Linked DNA regions of Sus scrofa: all the other regions are linked to region 3. A link is a contact called in public HiChIP or PLAC-seq and promoter capture Hi-C data. All regions are on one chromosome and are shown on one strand. The core of a region is the stretch at or near the end of the contact, and the rest is flanking DNA. Distances in the headings are between cores, read along the strand shown. Region 1 holds the start of SPECC1 (cytospin-B). Region 2 holds the start of AKAP10 (A-kinase anchoring protein 10). Region 3 holds the start of TTC19 (tetratricopeptide repeat protein 19, mitochondrial).

Region 1 (4,438 bases), core at 1,672-4,171, 290 kb after region 3:
GCCACATGGATGGACCTAGAAATGATCATGCGAAGTGAAGTCGGTCAGACAGGGAGACACCAACATCATGTGCTCTCACTTCCATGTGGAATCTGAAAAAAGGACACAATGAACTTCTTTGCAGAACAGATCCTGAGTCACAGACTTTGCAAAACCTGTGGTTTCCAAAGGAGACGGGTTGGGGTTGGAGGATGGGCTGGGGGCGTGGGATGGACATGCTGTAAAATTGGGTTGTGATGGTCATTGTACAACTATAAATGCAGTAAAATTAATTGAGTTAAAAAATAACAAATGTTTAAAGAGACAATGTAAGTGGGTAGAAAAAATCTAATAAATATTGACCTAGAAAATGATAATAATAACAGCCACAGCAATAAGATCGAATTTGAAGGGTTAGAGTATAAAACAGAGCTAAGGGCAAAGGAGAGGTGACAGGAATTGGCAGTCCTTGCCTTGATGAGGAGAAAGACTGAGTGAGCCCATAAATGATCGAATCTTTCCATTCAGAAGGCTGGCACTTGACTAAAAGAAACTCATATTGAGTAGAAAGAAAAGGAACAGAAATAAGTGCCATAGAAAAACTAAAATCAATAGAATTAAGCAATAAATCCAATGGTTCTTTGAAAAGACAAATAAAATCAGCAAGCAAGCATTAATCAAGCCTAACCAGTCAAAAAAGAAAAGGCACACACACACACACACACACACATGCACACACAAGTACAAACAAGGAAGAGAGAACACCAAAGATGTGGAGGTCGATTTTTCCTGCAACAGAATACTAGTTACAACATTACACTAACATATATTAAATTTCAGTAATGTTAATGATTTTCTAGGAATATATAAAGTGTGAGATTGACTTTAAAGAGATAGAAAACCTGAGAAAAGTCAACAATTGTGGGAAAAAAACAGACAGTTAATTACTGATACCTCCAAAAGCACCCCAAACCAAAACAAAACCACCAGCAGCCCAGTCTGTAGTCAGGTTCTGCCACACTTCAAGGAACAGATCATTCTTCTGTTCCAGAGCATAGAAAATGATGGCAGGTCTCCCCACTTCATCAGGGAGGGCAGCATAGCCTTGAATATGAGCTCAGGCAAAATGCGAGGAGGGTGGAACAAATAGAGGCCAAGCTCACTTATAAACACAGACGCCCAAATCCTACATAAAAAACGTTCGCTAATTGAATCTATCAAACAACCCAAATGTGCACTTTAAATTATCCTAGGATTTTAGAGTCAGAGAAGCTAGCAGTATAATCACCTCCGTTAACAAGATTAAGGAAAAAAACTACACGGTCCCGTCAACACGGTCCTTTAAAAACGCACTTGGGGGAGAGGGGCTCAACAAAATGGAAACGTAATCTGATAAAGAAGATACTTAGTGAGGATACACGGGAGCATCCCCCTAAAAGCAAGTCCAAGACTATTTAACCTTAATAATCAACACTGCCGGAGTTCCCGTCCTGGCGCAGTGGTTAACGAATCGGACTAGGAACCATGAGGTTGCGGGTTCGGTCCCTGCCCTTGCTCAGTGGGTTAACGATCCGGCCTTGCAGTGAGCTGTGGTGTAGGTTGCAGACGCGGCTCGGACCCCGCGTTGCTGTGGCTCTGGCGTAGGCTGGTGGCTACAGCTCCGATTCGACCCCTAGCCTGGGAACCTCCATATGCCGCGGGAGCGGCCCAAAGAAATAGCAAAGACAAAAACAAACAAACAAACAAAAAAAAAACACTGCCGATCGAAGATGAGAAAGTGCAAAGGTTAGAGCATCTGCTGTTTCTTAACAGAAGAGAAAACTGTCTACGGACAACAGACACACAAAACAACGGGAACCCTATTAAAACGTATAGAGCTCAATCTGGAGGCTTCAGATCTAGTTTTGGGCACCAAATTGCACTTGCTTATTTTGAGAGTTGATCCTGTGAAACTATTTTCTGTAAAGGAAGGCATCAGGATTGACAGGCTTTGCTCCCCCCTACCCCACCCCCCGGTTCCCCATCTTAAGTAAAACGACAGCTTGTTTGAAACTAGATAACAAAATTCTTCTGAAACCAAAATTCGCTCCCGAGGACTGAGTTGTGACGACTCAATGGCACTTTTATCTGCTGCCTGCAGCGACCGCAGTTGCTCAAGGATAAGCATGTCAAGCAGCCCGAAAAATTCTGCCGATAGAGGGCAAGGGAGAGCAGCTTCCCCGGAACGCGTTTTTCTAACCGTACACCGCTTATTATATAAACTTACCTGCTGGCAAATGCAGAGCGCACAAAAGAAAAATAAGATATGCAGGCTCCAACTTGCTTAAAAAAAAAAAAAAAAGGCATAAAAAACTCACTGTGCTCCCAGGATGCGCAGGGAGGAGGCGTCCCCGCGGCGTTCCTGACCGGCGGCGCATCCCGGGCCATCGGGCATCCAAACGGCGCCAGGGCTCCAGGTGCGCCGCGCAGCCCCCTCCCCCAGCGCAACGGCGCCCACGGCCCCGCAAAGCCCGGATCCCACCGGCCACGCGGGCCCCGCCACGCAGCACCCCGGACAGCTCCAGCGGGGCCGCCGGGACCTGGCCAGGGGTCCGCAGGTCCGGGCCCGGGGCCGCAGCACCGGCCGCCGTCTTGCGCGACGGACAACCTCGGCCCGGGAGGGAGGCCGGCCACCTGCCGCGCCACCTGCGACACGGGTCCCGCCGCCCGGACTGGGCGGGCAGGACGCCGCCCCTGTGAGGGGCAGCCCGGCGCCCCGCACCCGGACCCCGCGTCCGGAACCTGGATCCGCACCCCGGACCTGGACCCGCACCCTGCAAAGACGACACGGCCGAGGCGCGAGAACCCCGCAGCTGGCGCGGCCCCTACTCACCGGCCCGCTCGGCTCCGCAGCCCGCAGCCCGCAGCCGCCGCGGCTCCCGCGCTCCCTCGCGGACTCCCCGAGGGGCTCCGGACGCCGAGCGCCGCCCCGAGGCGCCTGCAGGGGGCGCGCGCGCGCGCCGCGCGGGGCAGCCTGGGAGATGTGGTCCCGCGGTTCTGCGTCGCCAGCCGCCCACGGGTACCTGCGCAGCTCCGCGTGATACCCGGACCGCAGAGCTCGGTACCCGGGCGGCCCAGCATGGTACCCGACCAGCAGCTTCAGCGCCGCCTGGGGACCTGGTGGGAACGCAAACGCTCCCTCCCACCGAAGCTACGCAGGGTTTGCTGTATTGAGAACTGCATTTTGCACGCCCTTCCCGTGCGTCTGAGGTTCCCTCAAGTTTGAGAACCGCTGTACACCTCCCCCCATCTCAGCTGTGGCATCGGTTACACGCACATGGTCACACACCTGTCTTCTCCCGGGTGCGCTGCCGGCCCACACCTCCTCCCTCGCTCCAGCCCTCATGGCTCAGTGTCCACCCAGCATCTCCTCTAGGATGCCTCTGAGACACTCAGCCTCAACAGGATCAACACCAAACTCGGGATCCTCTCTGCCCTCCTCTGGTTCTGCTCCAGTGCGCCCGGTGTCCACTGCATGTATCACCCGGGAAGTCACTTAAGACCTTGGTGGGAGCTTGCAGGGTCGGCAGGACAGACTCATCCTTGGCCGAGGGAAGGAGGATGGGACGGAGGGAGGAAGGGCACAGGGAGGTACCAACCCCTCAGGACGTGAGGGGAGGGGAAGGACAGGTGCTGGTTACCGGGCTCCCTGGCAGCTGCTGAGGGAGGGTTGTTTAAAGACGCTTAAGTACTTATGAAAAGAACCCAGTTGAGAAGGCGGGGCAGACTACACAGGAGAGAAAAAGGCATCTCACACCCGGTGACTCCTGAAAAGCTGTATATGTGGGAGGGGGCAGGGGAAACCCCAGGCACACGTGGAGGGATGAGGCGGAACTAGAGGTTCCTGGGGGCCACTTGCCCCACCCCCACCCAGGAGGACTTGGCCGTGTCTGGACACAATGCGGTCGTCACACTTGGGGTGCCACCGCCATCTAGTGGGTGGAGGCCAGAGGTGCAATCACGGGCCGGGGCCCCCAACAAAGAAGCATCCCGCAGACTGGAGGTTTTGATGGAGTCAGAGATTCACTTATCTTATTGGAATAATTGAAAAGCCAAGCTGGAGAGGAGCTTGCGGTTAGAGAAGAGGATGGTCAGGTGAGGATGTGGGATGGACGTGGGGGGAGCAGAGGCAGGGTCACTGAGTGCCTTTATATCCATTGTGCAGACGGTGGGGGAGGAGTGGAGAGAATGAGACACCAAGGCCATGCCCCTGGACGTGGAAACCCGCTACACACACAGCCGGGCCCTTAGCCGCTCTGAGTGAACGTGACCAGTGAGTGAGAGAGCAGAGAGAGACCGGGGAAGCGCAGATACAAGCGCAGGGCAGGCGTGGGCTGGCCCCTTAGCGAAGAGCCGACCCAGGTGGCCTCAGGGGTGCCCAGGGGGGTCCGTGCTCCCATGGAGGCAGAAGTGGAGAAGT
Region 2 (4,528 bases), core at 1,869-4,368, 310 kb after region 3:
TGCTGGATCCTTAACCTGCTGAGCTGCCAGGGAACTCCTATAAGAGACCATTATTGTTGTAACTTCCTGACTACTTTTTTGGGGGGGGAAGAGAGTTTCCTTTGATGGGAAAAATGAACGCTTAAATTCCAATTTCCCTGGCATTCTATAGAAATTACAAAAGAAATAAATTATGTTAAGCCCAAATTGCTTTGACTCAGGTTTGGTTAAAACGAAAACCAGAGGCCACAATTTTTTGGGGAGATAAATATCACAAAGCTATAGATGCAAATGCTTTTCAGAGTAAAACACTGGCTTGCAAATTACTCTTTGTTTAGACAGCTGAGGAGAACTTTAAGTTATATCAACATATATTCTGAATTTTGTTATAAATCTGAGTTTTTATCTGCTTATTAAAAAGGTACCGGGAGCTTTCTTTTCCTATAATATCAACTGATTTGTTTGAATAGTTTCCATGACTTATAAATGTTTGATAGAGAAAAACTACATGAGTTCAAATGTGGTCGAACACTTGTTCGTTTGATTTGTAAACAGTCCTTGTCACAGGAGATTAATTTTACTCACCAGCCTTGCGAAAATTAAGTTGCTGATTTTACCTCACTGATTGGCTGTAATTAACACGACTTGGATAAAACGACTGTGAGGAGTCTCTTAAAATTAGGAACATAATGAAAGCAATTCCTTCTGGTAAAAATGTATCTGATTTTCCAAAAATTAAATTTGTTTTGCATGGAAATTAAAGCGGCTCTAATAAATTAACTGAGAAATGTAATGCAAAGTATCAATTTGTCACAACTGGGTATTCAGGCTAATGGAATAGTCTTGTTTATTTGGATATTCTGGGTTTAACTCTATTCACAGGGGGATCACTGCATTCCAAAAGATTAAGTGATAATACTCTTAGAGCGTCCCTAAGCTTATTAACACTTTAATGGGTGATGATTCAGGCGGCATCTGCCTTGCTACAGGTCCCTCATCCCCTTCTGCTGGCCCAATAGACGCCCCAAGCGGGAACGTGGGATAAAAGGGTATTTGCAGCAGGTGGAGGAAGTGGTATAAGCAAATGGCTTCAGAGTCAGACTCACCCTGCCTGGAATCCTGTCTCTACCCGCTTCTAGCCTTGCGATCCCGACTACATTGCCCTGAGCCTCCGGGTCATCCCATGTGAATGGGAATAATGAGGGCAGCCACCTCACAGGGGCTTCTGTGCGGGGGAAGCAAAAGATTGTGAGAGGTTATGATTATAAATCACTCAGTCCTTGAGAGCAGGTGAGAAGGGCTTACTAAATGATGACAGCTATTATTAGCTGACTGGGACGCATTCCGCTGTCTCAGGAATACAGGCACCTGCAGAATTTCTGCGCGGCGGGGAGAGGTCACCCTGGAAGACCCCGCAGGACCCTTTTCCGTCGCTTCTCCGCGGAGTTAGAAAGAGGAAGGAGATTCCGAGAGGCCGCAGCGCTCCCCGCACACCCCTGGGCGCTGCTTCTGTCCCGGAGATATTCGGGGCATTTCTTGCTCCTCTGTTCCATCCATCCCAACCAACGAACCAGTCAACAAATACGAAACACCCCCCCGCCAAGGGGTTTTGGACTCCTCAAGGGGAGGAGAGGGGGCGGCACACGTTTTTGCTTGGGGTGCAGCCGCCCTGTGCTCAGGCTCCCGGCTGGATGCCTCGGACCCCTTACACCGATCCAGCGGGGAGCCTACCGAGGCCCATCCCAGCCCCGCTCGTCCTTGACGTCATCCAGTCTCCCTTTCCGGGGAGAGGGGACAGGATCCAGGGTTTTACCCGCCGGGCCGCAGAGGGGTCCCCCTGAGCCAGGCTGGTGTGGACGAACTTCTCACACAGGGGCGCCGCTCCCACCCTCTGCAGCCTCGGCTGCGGCGGGAGGACACGGTCGGACAGACATCCACTCTCAGAACCTGCTCAGGTCGAGGACAGCCTCGGGCGTCCAGAGGCACGGCCAGTCTCTTGCTCCCGCCCGGACACTCTCCCCAAGAGGCATGCCCTTGGCTCTGGAGACAGCTCCCCAGCTCTGAGACCTAGCCCTCACCCCCAGTTAGGCTGTGAGCTTGGGGAGGTTATTTTACCGTGCCTGGCTCCTCCTACACTAAGGTAACTCCAAGGACCACCATCAACCTGCAGGGGCCGGCGCAGTACCTGCGTGTAGTACTTTCAACACGTATCAGCTGTGACTACCTTACATGCCCCGAACCCAGACACAGCTATTAACCTGCTATGATTGCATGGGTGAGAAGACCCTGCGTGCTGGTTATAGTCTCGACTGCAGACTCAACACCGACACGCTGAATAATTTTGGCCCAGGTGCCTCTTCTCTCCGGACCTCACCTGGCCTGCTTCATTGATGTGAAGGACCCATGTATCGATTTGCTACGACCTCCAGGCTCTTCCTCCGCTGGAGCACCCGGCTGCAGGGATTGCCCAGCCCTGGGGTGAAGGGTCCGCCACTCTGCTTTGGGGTAGAGGGAGGTCAGAAGGTTCAGAGGAAAATGGCATTTGAACAAGGCTCGCAGGATGACCCGCCGGAGTCCCCCTGATAACTACTGGCGAGGCTTTCATGCCGCTGAGCGTTCTCAGGGCTCGTGTCCTGAAATAAGCCCACTCTCCCTTCCAAGGCCGAGGTGGCGGGAAAGCAAGGAGGTGGGTGCCACCGAGTCCGCTTGCCGAGTCACCCCCCCCCCCTGCTGGGGGCACGGCGTGCGATCGCCGTGGCCGTGGGTGCCCGGGCCACTCTTGGCCGGGGCAGGGGCACCGCCTGGGCGCCTCTGGCTGGGCTGGGGCCGCGGGGCCCGCGCCGGGCGCAGGGCGCGCGCGCGCGTCACGTGGGCGGCGCGGGCGCGCGCCCCACCGCGGGCGGGGGCGGGGCCAGCGCGCGGCCTCCCGTGAAGCCCCGCGCGGGGAAGGACCGGAACTCGGGGCGGGCGGCTTGTTGATAATATGGCGGCGGGAGCTGCCCGGGCGTCTGGAGGAGGCGGCGGGGCCCACACCCGGAAGAAGCGGCTCCTGTCGGGCTAGTGCGGCAGCCGCTGCGCACCCGGAAGTCCGGGCCGGTTGCTGAATGAGGGGAGCCGGGCCCTCCCCGCGCCAGTCCCCCCGCGCCCTCCGCCCCGACCCGGGCCCCGCCATGTCCTTCTTCCGGCGGAAAGGTAGCGAGGGGCGCGGGCGGCGGGGGCCGGGCCTAGGGCGGCGGGCGGCGGGCGGCGGCGCCGGGTCCTCGGGCGGCGGCGAGGCCGGGCGCTGCGGGCGGCGCGGCCGGAGCGGGCCTCCGTGCGGGCGGCCGGACGGCCGTCGCCTCCCCGGCCCCCGAGCGCTGCCCGGCCCCGCGCGCCGCGCTGCCTCGTGCGGACCGAGAGCGTTTCGGGTCGTGCGCGCGCGTCCGTGCGCGAGGAGAAGGAAATTCCTTCAGCCCCGGGTTGCGGAAGTCTCAGACTTTTCGGACCTCGGAGGGGCTTACGTCTCAAAGCAACACGTGAAAAAACTGCCTGCTGCAACTAGTGCTCTTTTCCAGTTTCTCCTTTGCGGGGGAGGGGAGTCTGCTGTTCCCAGAACGGCGTTGCTTACACCTGAAACTTCCCTAATGAAGGCTCCTTCTTTTGATGACTTAGCAAGTTTACGAAGTTTACTGGAACCCTGACTTTACACACAGATTACTTACGTTTCTGATTTTCTGCCCAGTGTTAAAGTAGAGGCCGCTTGGTTTTGAGCCTGCGCAGGGTTGTTGGCCTTTCGTTAAGGATTCGTATCCAGAGGGAACAGGTGTGGGTCTTTGGGGACCATAGTGGTTCCTGCATGGATTCCTCTTTCTTCAGAGAAAATTTGCCAGAGGAAAATGGGTTTGGGGGAAAGTACCAAGTCAGATGACAGCTCTGCTCCTAACTCTGTCACCTGGGACAGAAAAATGTCAACCCACTTTCCTCTCTCAGCTGAGCATTAGGCGATTCCCAAAGGCCCCGTTCAACTCTATAAATTAAAGAATTCCTTTTTAAGCACACACACTTTTAGTAACTGATGCCATGTGATGAGTGAATGAAAACAGATGTGAATGAATGAAACCAGCAAAATGGTACAAGGGAGCTTTATTGGTGAGGTATCTTGGTGTACTTAGCTCTCTGGTTTGTTTGACAGTGTGAAGATGGTTCGTGGGGGGTTATTTTTTAAATGGGAAAGGAAGGCGTTCTGTGTATAATGAGGCAAATTGTATGTTGTACAATAGACTCTTGTCTCTCTTTATTCAGTAAATACTTTGGAATGTCTCCTGTTTGCCAGGCACTGTGCTGGGCCCTCAGTGTTGGGCCCTGAACGAGACCAAGTCCCTGTATCCATGGAGCTCGCTCTCTGAAGGTTTAGACGACAATAAATCCCCCCTCCCGCCCCCATTTACAAATGGAGTAAAGTGTTATGAAAAAGAGAATTTGAGAAGAGACGTATTTCCCTTTGATATTATTAGTCAAAGGCCTCAGCAGGCGACCTTGACACTTAGAGCTGAGGGAACGGCAGGAGTGA
Region 3 (4,732 bases), core at 1,540-4,039:
CAACGCCGGATCCTTAACTCACTAGGCTACCAGGGAACTCCCGAGTCTTATAAGTGAAACCCCAAGGGTTATTAAAAGAGGAAACCAAAAGGAAGCTTAGTAAAAACAAAAACCAGAGAGCTTTAGGACATCCTGCTGGTCAAGAATATGAATTAGGACAGCAAACAACCCTTCTGCTGCTCCACCCTCCACTGTCAGTGGCTCCAGCTGGTTAGAAGAGTTACCAAATCGTAAGTGTAAGTGATGGCCTTCTTGTTATCACTCTTAAAAGCAAGACGAAGGGCGTCGTGCAAAATTAGCTCCGCCTCTTCTAGCTCATCTTTCATGATGCACAACTGCAAAGAGAAAACAAAGAAAATAATGTAAAATGACATACCAAGCGAGCAAGTGCAGGTGCTGCCAGACAGAAGTGGGCACAGCTGAATACACAGAAGGAAGCTACTCATTCATCCCGTGTTCCCTTAATTCCTCCTGGGCTCCAGACCCTCGCCAATAACGGTGACTGGGAGGCCAGCCTCCACCGCCACTCTGCGTGGCCATATGACAAAACTGCAGCCCGTAGATGCACACTGCAGGAATGTAAGCAAATTCTTTTTTTTTTTTTTTTTTTGTCTTTTGTCTTTTTGTTGTTGTTGTTGTTGTTGCTATTTCTTGGGCCGCTCCCACAGCATATGGAGGTTCCCAGGCTAAGGGTCGAATCGGAGCTGTAGCCACCGGCCTACGCCAGAGCCACAGCAACGCGGGATCCGAGCCTCGTCTGCAACCTACACCACAGCTCACGGCAACACCGGATCGTTAACCCACTGAGCAAGGGCAGGGACCGAACCCGCAACCTCATGGCTCCTAGTCGGATTCGTTAACCACTGCGCCACGACGGGAACTCCTGTAAGCAAATTCTTATCATATCTTATAAGGAAGCTGCTGGCCCTCCGTCCTCTTTCTCTCTTCCTGAAAGCTGGACGTGACCCTGTAGGACCACTAAGCTTCATTACAACTTGTGACAAAAGCTACAAAGAAAAGCAACAGAAAAGAACATGGAGAGGTTTCCTCGAAATGGGAGTCAGAGAAGCCTTCCAAGGAAGTGGCAGTTAAACTGGCATAAGAAGAAAGAGACAGCATCCAGCAAATAAGGGACTGTGGGGAAAACGACCCAAACACAGAGAAGCACACAAAGGCCGCCCCCCCCCCCCCCCCCCGCTAAAGTAAACGGCTAGGAGGAAAGGAAACATGTGAAAGGAGCGCGATGAGCCAGAGGATTACTGCCAAACACGGAGGCAGTGTGGGGTGGCTCACGAAAGGCCCCACAGGCCACAGCAAGGAGTTTGATTCTGCCCTAAATGCACAGGAGAGGCGTCCCAAGTTTTGGGGGAAGGAAGGGATATGATCTGATTCACATAAAAACAACAAATAAAAAAAAAAGAGGGAGTTCCCCTTGGGGCTCAGCAGGTTAAGAACCCAACTAGTATCCACCAGGGTGAGGGTTCGATCCCTGGCCTTGCTCGGTGGGTTCAGGATCTGGTGTTGCTGTGAGGTGCATTGTAGGACACAGATGCAGTTCAGTTCTGGTGTTGTCATGACTGTAGTAAAAGACCGGCAGCTGCAGCTCCGGTTCGACCCCTAGCCTGGGAACCTCCACATGCTGCCGGTATGGTCCTAAAAAATAAAATAAAATTGAAAAATATAAAAAAAAATTAAAGGAAAAAAACCCACTCTGGCTGCTGCCTGGAGAATGGATGGCAAGGAGGCAGTAGGAGGGAGCAGGCTGCGGCCGTGCGGCTAGGGTGACAGCAGAAGAGAGACACAGAAGGGGACAGGTTTGCCGAATAGTTTGGATTTGATGGCAACATCCTCTAAGGACTTGTGGCTGGACTCTGTACGGGGAGTGATGGTTAGGTATGCCAGGTTCTAAGAATGACTACGAACACGGGGGGATGGCCGTAAAGAGGAGATGGAGAAGCAAGATGTCGGGGAGGCCCTTAAGATCAAAGGTTAGCTTTTGGCAGGTGAAGCCGGCGGCACCCCGCAGCCTGGGAGCGCAAGTGTGCATGACGTCGGCCCCGAGGCGGCGGTCAACGAGCCCAAGGGAAGCGGTGCGGAAACCCGGGAGAGGATGCCAGAGAGGACTGTCTGGGAATAAGAGAACTAAATCGCGCATAACCCACACCGAGGCGCATTTTCCTCCCTGCCCGCCCTTCCAGCTCCAAACGTCCCGCTAACTCCGTCTGGATAGACAGCTCCGCCCGCGCTGCACCAGCACCTGCACCTGTGGCCCGGCGCCCCGAGCCGGCTGCGGCGTCTGACAGGCACCCCCAGGACGGGGGGCCTCCCGCCTCCTCACCCGCCCCGGTGACCGGGGGCCCCGCCGCCGCCGCCGCCGCCTCACCTTGGCTCGCTTCAGCAGCTGGATGATCTCGGCCTCCGCCTCGGCCGCCGCGTCCTCGGCCGCTGCTTCGCCCTCGCCCCGCCGCTCTCGCTCTCGCTCCCGCTCCGCCGCGGCGGGCCTCGAGGACCAGGCGAGCGCTGCGGGAAGGGGCTCTGAAGTCACCGCGCCCGGCCCGCGCCCGGCCCCCGCCCGGCCCACGCCCCTCACCTGCCAACAGCGGCAGCAGCCCCGGACCCCGGCCGCGCGGCACCCCTAGGCGCGGCGGCACGTCCACCCGACTCCGCACCGGCCCCGGCGGCAGGCGCGCCGGGCGACCCCCGCGCTGCCGCCCAGCCGCCCGCAGGAGGCCGCGCGCCAGGCCCACGCCCAGGAGCCGGTACATGGCTGCGCCGCGTCCTCTGCGCACTGCGGCCCAAGGCCCCGGAAGTCCCGCCCCCGCGTCGAGCGCTCGTCGGATTGGCCCCGACGCCCGCGTGCGCCGGGACGCACGCTGACGTCCCCGCGCTCGCCCCGCCCCCGGCTGGTGCGGAAGCGGCGATGGCGGTGGCAGCGGGGGTTCCTACGCTGCCCGCTGTGGTGGAAGAGCTGCTGAGCGAGATGGCGGCGGCGGTGCGGGACGGCGCACCGAGTAGGGCTGGGCTGGGCTGGGCTGGGCTGGGCTGGGCGGGCGGCAAGGGTCCGGGGGCGGGGGGCCGGTCGAGGGGTCCGGGGCCGGAGTCCCCGGGAGGGAGGTTCCGGCCTGTTCGCCTCCACTGCAGCCCTTTTAAGAGTCCAGACTCGCTGAAATTAATCCTCGCATACACCTTGTTCAGCGAATAAATATTTTAGGGCTGCGAACCCGTGTGCGGACGCAGTGACTGGAGAACAGCTGGGCACTGTGACCGTGCCTTCGTTCTCTGACCAGCAGAGGATGCTCTGTGACCAGGCTCCCGGGCGCCCGGCCGACCTCGGCGGCGTCCGCGTGCTCACACCTGTATGAGAGCATCCTGCCCAAAGTGACCGCAGTGCATCGCCGCCGTCGGGCTGCTCAGCCAACGTCTCAGTGGCCTCAGAACTGCCCCTGCTTGTTCACTTGCATGGCTTTTGTTTGAAAAGGGCTGCACTTTGAAAAGTGTTTGTTACTGTTGTTAAAGAATTGAGAAAAGGAAGCCAACTTTTGCTTTCTCGTTTAAAGTAAACTTTCTCGTTAAAACTAAAGCAGCGGATAGGCTTCAGCGATTAGGGCAGCCAGGTGTTCAAACACTTTCTGATCCGCAGAAGGATGGGGGAAAGCCAATCCGTTGTCAGCTCAAACGCTGCCTGCCAGAAATGGGCTCTATCGCAATGGATTCATCTGTGCACTTGCGAGGGTCTTGAAGGGGGCACGGTGGGTGCCCTGATGCTCGTGACTCAGAGGGACCACCACCACTGATTCATGTTCTTTTTCAGCAGAGTCGTTTTCTGCTATTCAAAAACTTGTGTTTTAGACTAGTTTCCTGACCCCCGTCCTGTAATGATCATTTCTGTAGATCAGTAGCCTGAGTTTACACATGTCTGATGATGGAAAAAATCTAGCTACCGCTGAGTCATGGACAAAGCTATGATTACTTTTTCTTTCTTGTAACTTTCTGCTTTCTCTGGAATTAAAACTGTGTTTGTTTGCTTGTTTACTTTTCTATGCCTTTTTCCCTCACTCAATATACCAGCGTTCTAAATATCTACTCAAGCTGTTAGGATGAATAAAATGTCTTAGCAACTTCCTTTTCCTGTAGAAGTCACCCCCAGAGCTTCCTGGGGCACACTCATATGGAGTGGCCTCTCTCCTGACCGCCCTTTGCCATCATCTAAGGAAATTCCCTTTACTTAAGTTGGGCCTTAAATTTAGTATATCCTCCAGTTTCTTTTTTTCTTTTTTTTGCGTTTTTAGGGCCAAACCCACAGCATATGAAAGTTCCCAGGCTAGGGGTCGAATCAGAGCTACAGCTGTTGGCCTACGCCACAGCCGCAGCCGCTCGGGACCCAAGCCCCACAGCACACGGCAATGCTGGATCCTTAGCCCACTGAGCAAGGCCAGGGACTACATCCTCCTGGGTACTGGTTGGGTTTGTTACTGCGGAGCCACAACGGGAACGCCTATGCTACAGTTTTCTTTTCCTTAGTTTACTGCCTTATTTTATAGAGCACATACTCTGTAGCTTCCAGAAGAAGAGTACAAGATGTACTTTTTGAGGCTGTGCATGTCTGAAAAAGTTGTTTTCCCATCTCACACTTAATTGACAGTTTGGCTAGGTATTGAATTATATGTTGGATATATTTCTTCAGACATCTCAAAGTGTTATTTTACTACCTTCTAGCTTCTTAAACTTGCTT

What was found. Promoter capture Hi-C pulls out the DNA fragments that hold promoters and counts their contacts. HiChIP or PLAC-seq counts read pairs in DNA pulled down with a chosen protein or histone mark.
Region 1: an H3K27ac HiChIP or PLAC-seq map of alveolar macrophages shows a contact between it and region 3. The contact joins the promoter of SPECC1 here to the promoter of TTC19 in region 3. A contact is called at or near these places in 1 of 5 promoter capture datasets (liver), 10 of 47 Hi-C or Micro-C datasets (alveolar macrophages, blood, embryonic fibroblasts and 7 more) and 1 of 2 datasets of contacts at active chromatin or transcription factors (alveolar macrophages).
Region 2: a contact with region 3 is called in a promoter capture Hi-C map of fetal skeletal muscle, with 5 times the contacts expected there. The contact joins the promoter of AKAP10 here to the promoter of TTC19 in region 3. A contact is called at or near these places in 2 of 5 promoter capture datasets (fetal liver and fetal skeletal muscle) and 1 of 2 datasets of contacts at active chromatin or transcription factors (alveolar macrophages).

The regions. Positions count from the first base shown.
Region 1 is chr12:59,702,681-59,707,118 of Sscrofa11.1, forward strand. SPECC1 (cytospin-B) reads right to left here and starts at 2,922. Exons shown (of 15, transcript XM_021066294.1): 1 at 2,852-2,922.
Region 2 is chr12:59,729,199-59,733,726 of Sscrofa11.1, forward strand. It overlaps AKAP10 (A-kinase anchoring protein 10), which reads left to right and starts at 3,119. Exons shown (of 14, transcript NM_214138.1): 1 at 3,119-3,171. The coding sequence starts at 3,150.
Region 3 is chr12:59,416,032-59,420,763 of Sscrofa11.1, forward strand. TTC19 (tetratricopeptide repeat protein 19, mitochondrial) reads right to left here and starts at 2,790. Exons shown (of 10, transcript XM_021066288.1): 1 at 2,591-2,790; 2 at 2,384-2,520; 3 at 225-335. The coding sequence starts at 2,765. It overlaps ZSWIM7 (zinc finger SWIM domain-containing protein 7), which reads left to right and starts at 2,874. Exons shown (of 5, transcript XM_021066289.1): 1 at 2,874-3,011. The coding sequence starts at 2,921.